Regions from separate parts of the Zea mays genome. Here region 2 is linked to region 1. Evidence: chromatin contacts called from public Hi-C data. All regions are on one chromosome and are shown on one strand. Each heading gives the region's core, a stretch centred on a gene start, on an enhancer-like site or on the middle of the called end of the contact. The rest is flanking DNA. Distances are from core to core; before and after follow the strand shown. Region 1 holds the start of LOC100279859 (AP-3 complex subunit delta). Region 2 holds the start of LOC100381936.

Evidence for each region. Hi-C and Micro-C count contacts between places; a contact is called where the count stands out from the background.
Region 2: a contact with region 1 is called in a Hi-C map of leaf, with 7 times the contacts expected there. The contact joins the promoter of LOC100381936 here to the promoter of LOC100279859 in region 1. A contact is called at or near these places in 2 of 25 Hi-C or Micro-C datasets (ear and leaf).

The regions. Positions count from the first base shown.
Region 1 is chr3:130,939,408-130,943,358 of Zm-B73-REFERENCE-NAM-5.0, forward strand. LOC100279859 (AP-3 complex subunit delta) reads right to left here and starts at 1,934. Exons shown (of 2, transcript NM_001152812.2): 1 at 1-1,934. The coding sequence starts at 1,878.
Region 2 is chr3:131,468,644-131,472,170 of Zm-B73-REFERENCE-NAM-5.0, forward strand. It overlaps LOC100381936, which reads left to right and starts at 2,019. Exons shown (of 21, transcript NM_001350018.1): 1 at 2,019-2,364; 2 at 3,020-3,249; 3 at 3,378-3,527. The coding sequence starts at 2,301.

The sequences.
Region 1 (3,951 bases), core at 684-3,183:
CAGGTTGTGTGCTCTCTCCTGGAGTTCTACTTCATTGCAGTTAATGAGTGGACCAATTGTTGTTTGAATCAGGTTAATCATGTAAAGTATTGATTCATGCAAAAAAGGGTCCTTTAGTACTGTGCTCGCCCCAATATCTTGCTCTTCACCAGACCCAAGTGCAGCATTGCTTTCCGCACTAACAGTTTGATCAGCAGCTAACCTGTCAAACATGACATCCATTGCCATGCCTGAATCACCCAATCTCCCAACATACACACTGAAACACCACGTAATCAATTTAAATACTGCATGGATGTAGACAGCTCTCACTGAAATTGGCAGGAGGCTGGTCCTTGGTTGCAACAGTGCTTCAACAAGCTCAACAGGATCCTTCGTTAAGTCCACATACTCACCAGAAATCCATGCAGCCGCTGAAAGAACAGGGAAGAGGAAGTGATTTCCAAGCAAAGCAGGATCAATCAGAAGACTTCGAGCTAAACGGACAAGCTCTGGCCGCGCATCCTGCACTCTCAGTCCTAAATCAACAAACTGCCGACCAATCTCATCCCCCTGGGCACAATGCAGAGTTCTTGCCATATCCACAAGGAGTGAAACATACCAATCAAAATCCACCACCATCTCATACACATTATGCCCACATGCTGCTAGAACAGCCCCAAGAATGTCACTTGCGAACTCTGGGTCTGACTTTGGAACATGACTGATCAGGATACCAGCAATGTCCATGATGTTGTTTTCATTAACCATCCCCATAATAAGATGCAATGCCTCCTGGCGAATGTTCGCGTCAGCATCACCCAGTGACTTCACAATAGCATCCCAACAATCATTCACTGTGGATGCATATGCTGGGCCAATCATACCAAGAGCCAGAAGCCCAAGGTACCGAAGGTTGGGGTCATCAGCAGCAGCAATGAACTCCTTGGTTTTCCCAATGGCAAGGCGGACTGCGGCATCATGTGCTGGCAGTGCAGTGAGTACCGTACGGATGCACTCAAAGGTCAGTGACATGGCCGCAGATCGAGTGAGGAGCTGGCAGACCGGGTCGACAATTTTAGCTGCCAGGCGGGACTCGAGAGGAGCCAGTCGCGCAAACACCTTGAGCACCTTGATGAGCGCCCAGTTGGATCGGGAGGTGGTGAGCAGGCTGTAGAGGTCGGGCGCAAGCGGCAGAAAAGGAGTCGCGTCAGCAGGCGGCGCCGATAGGTCACAGAAGGCTGCCACAGCAGCCGTGGACGCCCGAGGATCGGGAGAGGCGAGACAGGCTGCGAGCGGCTTGAAGAGGACCGGCACGGCCGCGGACGGAGAGGCAGCTATGACGCGCGCGGCGGCGGCAATAGCGCGGGGGCTGCCGCGGGTGAGGTGTGGCACGAGGTCGTGCACGAGGTGAACCGGGAGGTCGGGAGCGGCAGCCGCGGCGGGTGAGCCGAGGAGCTGGAGCGCGAGCGCAGAGACGTGCTGGTGGGCGCCAGCGGAGGGGGAGAGGTCCTTGTGGAGCTGGTGCGTGGCGAGCGGGAGCAGGGAGAGCGAGGCCGGGTGGAGCGAGAGAGATGCGGCGAGGTAGGCCAGGCGCTTGTGGGGGAGGTGCGGCGAGGCCAGAAGCTCGATGGCGGGGAAGGCGAGCGGGTGGGAGGAGACGGGGGCGAAGTGGAGGGAGGAGAGGTACGTGAGCTTCTGCACCGCGACGGACTTGGTGGCGGCGTCGGGGGCGCGGATCTCGCGGTGGATCTCGGAGAGCGCGCGGGTAACGGCGGGGGCCTCGCCGGCGGCCGACGGGTCGGCTCGGAGGGACTTGACGAGGTCATTTAGGGAGCGCTGAAAGAGGGTGTCCACCAGCGACGGCGCCACGGCGGGCGCCGGCGGGGTGGAGGCCATCAGCGGTGGCTCAAGAGGAAAGGGGCTTGATCTGGTAACTGAGAACCGTGTTGGCGCGGCCGAGATGAAAGGAAGGCTCGAAGTCGAACCGTCGGGATTATCAACTCTTTAGGGCTGGTTCGTTTTGCTCTCAATCCATGTGGATTGTGTGGGATTGGATGGGTTTCAATCCCAAACAAGTCAAAATTTTTCACAATTTTTTCCAATCTCATCCAATCCACATGGGATAGGAATAACCGAAGAAGCCCTTACCATTAATAATCCCTACTTAATATTCACTTTCTATTTTCTTAATACATACTAGGGTCCTAATCGTGCGTTGCAACGGTTTTCACATATCTCACGGTAGACCTTTAATAATGATGCATGTTTAAATTTCAAGGACGTGCATTGCTCAAATCTCTCAGAAATTGCACTGAAGCAAAAATACCCTAAACTCTAAACAAAATTGTCCTCCACCAAAAAAGAAAATGTAAACTAAGTGTACAAATTTGTAAGAGTTGCAGATGTCTGTTTATTGAATGTATTAACAATCGAATACGACCGGGCCGCCAGTTGAGCGCCATCAGGTTGATAATCTCCATAATATGACTGTCCTAGGCTCGAAGCAGTTGTATCTGCTGGTGTTGTCAACCTGCAATGACGTGCAATCAACAATAATCAATCAATGTTCATCAGCCTTGATTAATTAAGAAAGAACTCACGAGAGTCATAATTATTATTGGGACTAAACATATAGCCATAATGACATGTATGCATGGCAAGTAGTGTTCTAATTGCCTTGTCTGTAGGTCCAGGAGGGAGGTTAGGTCACGAGGGTCTCCTCCATCTTGCCGGCCAGGGAGAGGCAGGTCACGGCCACCAGCTGCAACACCCACCTTTAGCAATCCTCAATGCAGATGTTGCCGCTGGAACCTAAAATTTTTAGACCCTTGCTCTAGCTTTAAGATCGAGAACAAAATATATATGTGCATCTGGATCTTGATAATAGAACTTAGATCCAATTCTGTTCTTATCATTAGTTAAAGTATATGTAAATAGGTTAGGTAACTTCTATTTCATTTCAGATTCAGATCATATATAGTTGTGGTCTGCTTGGTAATTAGGACATAAGGCTCAACAAGAATGTATGGCGTTGTGGCACACAATAGACAATGCTTGATAATTTACTGTATCAAGATGTATCCACTAAATAACTTATGTATGATCTAAGTTACCATAATAGCGAAATGAAACACATGAATAAAAGTCTGCCAACTAACCATGTAGACATGTTTAGCTCTTGCTTTTGCACAAAAAAGTGTTTTGGGAGATAACATTTTGATATGGTTTTGTCCGAACACCTATGTCCGTTCCTGCAGTCGGTACATGCAAATAATTAGCATCTCCACTGCATAGACATCCTTATGATAGATATTTCAAATTAATGAGATATCAATTTTAGAATCATTTACCTCATGAATACATGCAAAACAAAGGACATGTAAAGCCATAAGAGCTCTATAAACTTTGAAGAATCTACATTACGTCACTAATACTTGTGGTGTATCTCAATACAAAAAGAGGACATCCTTTAGCTTATTTAACCCTTGATCCAAATATAAAACAAAACATTAAAGAACATTTAACATTCAACTAAATAATACAAATCCAGTTACTATAACATCAGAACTCCTATTTCTTGATAAACAAAAAATGCACTGCAGAATGCATGACAGTGTTAGTCATATTCTCCAATTTCCAAACTTGATGAAAATTTGTTCCCAGATAGGGCAAGTTCATAAACAATCAGTTGTTAGATTGAAGTCTATTCTCTTTTATAGGTTGGACTGGCTTTAGAGAAACTACTTGAGGATGGCGTGGTCAAGCGTGGAGATCTGTTTGTCACCTCTAAGCTATGGTAAGGCTTCTCTTCTCAAGCTTATCTGAAGCAATGATGCTGATCATTGGTTTCTGCTGTAAGGTCAGAAACACTAAATTTTTCAGGCCAGGTAACCATGCACCTGAAGATGTGCAGGAGGATCTTTGTTCGGCACTCAAAGATTTGCGGCTCGACTACATAGATCTGTACCT
Region 2 (3,527 bases), core at 769-3,268, 530 kb after region 1:
TCGACAGAACTATAGGAAGATAGACTCAATCAGTTCACTATCTCTTAGGTGCGCATTGTTATCACATCCGCATGTATTGCCTCACGGTCGAATATATAAGGCCTAGGGGGCACCCCTTCAAAAAGATCGATCTCATTACTCAGCCATCCACCCCAACTCTCTACTCTCTAGTGTTAGAGAGCTCCCTTGTAATCCACCACGTAAAGCATTCTCACCAGGACGTAGGGTGTTACGCATCTCCAAGCGGCCCGAACCTGTAAACACTGTCCATTGTTCCTCGTGCATCCGGCACGAACCATTTAGCTACAGTCGGCGACACCGTCCTACTCCTAAAAACACCTTGAGAGGCAACCCCGGGTGTGCGGTCGGACCCAAAACACCGACAGATACTCCAATATTGACACTAATACATATATATTGAGGTGAATTGGAGTGTAACTTAAATTAGTTTACGTTACAATCTACCTCAATATATATGGATTGATACCAATATTAAAGTAACAGACAAAATGGGAACAGAAGGGATGCCGCGACCGCCTCCAGCGTGCCTAGGCCGGCTCCGTGCTGGCCTTGGGCAGCGACCATGAGGGCGGGTGCGGTACTATGGTCAGATACTTTCACCGAAGGAGCGTGAAGGCACAGAGAGTTCTGTTGACCACTAAATTGAGCAGCGGACGGTCCGGCCCTGAGGTCGGACGGTCCGCGCGTGCGCAGAGCAGATTAGGGTTCCAAGTTTTGTGCTACGGTTGTTAGCTAGATTCGCGGAATTAGCTCGGAAATTAGTTTGTAAAGGGTCTAGCCCCCCTCCTCTATAAATAGAGAGGTATACGACCGATTTGTAATCATCAATCGAATCAATAACACTTCAATCTCGCATTTATTTCTTGTACAATTAGAAGTAGTTCTAGTTTAGCCTCTCAATCCCTAAATTTTCCGCTTCTCTTCGACTTTACGTCGATTAGAGGAGTCTAGGTCGGTCTGCCCGAGCCTAGACATCACCTAGGATCTCTCCTCCCCGACGGGGTCCCTCTCAGGAGCGAGATCTAAGCACCGCCGGCGACCTTCGCCGCCCCCTGCGCACGCGCGGACCGTCCAGTCCTAGGGCGCGGACCATCCGGCCGTCAGGCAGGAAACCCTAGCCCTGCACTAGGTCGCGGACCGTCCGACCCCTGGCCACTGATCGTCCGCGTCTGTGCAGAGAGCACCGCCGCCGGTTTGTGTTGAGTGTTTGGCGCCAAAAAAGGCGTCAACATGTTCATCGCTGGACACTCGCAAACGTTAGAATGGAGATCATATTCTTCTATACGGTGGGAGTTTTTTTTTTAAAAAAAAAGCACGAGCCAAAGCTAGGGAAGCTAGTTTTTTCTGCTTCACCTATGTAGTACAAAAGGAAGAAATGCTTTCTATCAAAAGCTATTTAAGAAATTGGTGTTTGCTACAGCTTACGATAGGTAGAGATGACAATGACACTCTGAGTCCCGATTTTCATATGGAATTCTTTGATTAGAGGATAGAAATAGAGAAGTTCTTACCCACACGAGATGCAAACAAGAAAAAATTATCACCCGATGCGTAAACTAGAATGTCGAAGCATTCTCCATTCCTGTTCCCCGTGGGGATTCTTTAAACTTACATGCGATGATGTTTTTTAATAGTTAATAATAAAAAATAAATAATTATATTATAAAGAAATCACTCGATGTACAAATGTGTTTATTTTAATTTATATATAATGATTTTTTACATATAACAAATGTGTATATGTGACAATATTTTACATCATAACAAAGTAAGTACATTCTATTTATAATTTAATCGGATACAGGGATCTCCGCGAATTTATATCTGCCGAGAATAAGAATAAGAAATAAATATCCTCCACAATCGTTCATGAGATCTCCGTAGCGGAATTTTTTCGTCGTAGAGACCGAGAGCTAAAATCCGACGATATATTCTTCGTTGTTATTCCTAACAATAAGAAGCCTAATAGAAGCAGGTAGGGAGAAGCACTGCCAAATGGGCCAAGCGTACGGTTGGATCATTGATTTATCGGACAGAAGCGAGCATCACAGCAGTAGTTGCCCTCGTTCCGTTACCGTCGTAATTCCTCCGCACCCGACCCGTTTCGTGTTCAGCAGACACCCCACTGCTCCCCGTCGCCTCCGCATCTCGGGGACCTTGCACCTCGCTAGCGCATCCGGCGACTTCCCAGAAGCTGTAGCGGCCGCGCCGGGCACTAGTACCGGCGCGGAGCCCATCACTTTCCGCCTACCTCGCCGCCGCCGCTTCGGCCGGCGGCCATGGCGAACTACCTCGCGCAGTTCCAGACCATCAAGTCCTCCTGCGACCGCATCGTCATCGCCGGTACGAACCTGTCGCCTCCCCTCTTAATTGCAAAAACATAATTCTATCCCCAAGGATCTGAACTGCGCTGCGGGGGCGCGATCTGGGTAGCTTGGTCCACCTGATCTTGTTGCCGTGTGATCTGGAAGGTTCCGAACGAGCCTAGATTCGTGCAGGAATGGCGTTACCGTGCTTTGTCTGGTTGTGTAGCTGAGTGCCTGCTCGTTGCATAGTGCCTATAGTGATAGTTTCAGAATGCTCAAGTTTTTTTTTCCTTTGCCCTCTTTAGTTTCAGATTGCTTAAGCTAATGAATACGTGAGAGATCTCGAATTACCATTTTGGTAGCTCAATCTTGTTCCTGCATGACGAGTTACAATGTCACTCTGAACGAACTCATGTAAATATGTTGTTCCATCACCTCCTTTGTTTCGGGGACATAACTCTGACAGTACGGACGAGTGTGCATCCACCGGCCTTACTGTGCTACAACCTGTGTGCACGGGTATCTAGCATGGATGGACTAATAACCCTCTAGGGGTTAATTCGGATCACAATTGAAGTAGACCTATTACCTATATAATTCATACTTCTTTGCTGTCCAAGCTGTTGAAGTGGTTTCAAGTTTGTATATTTCTACAAATTCCTTCTCGTATGTTGATTTGACTTTTGTAACAGTTGAAGATGTTAGTGACTTGTGGCTAAATGTCAAGGAAAGTTTTGAACAACGAGTGCCAGTGAAGAAGGCCTGTCTCAACAACAAGGCAAGGAACCCTGTTTTTGTTGAAAATCTTCCAGCTGAGTTTATACAAACTACTGATTCAAGACTGCGGAGTAGATTCCCACAAGAACAGTACTTATTCTGGTTCCGGGAGCCATATGCGACTGTTGTTCTTGTTACTTGTGAGGTACTCCCCACCCACATCCCCCTCTTGATCCTACTGTATGCTAATCATTTTGATTCATTTGTACTCGCCAAATGGCCATGTGGATGACTTTGCCATTCATTTATTTGTTTATATACAAAAATGTGCAGGACCTTGATGAATTCAAGACCATTCTTAAGCCTCGCCTCAAATTAATTGTGCAAAATGATGAACGAGAATGGTTCATTGTGTTTGTGTCGAAGGCCCATCCTAGCAATGATCAAGCAACTAAGATGGCAAAGAAAGTATATGCTAGGCTG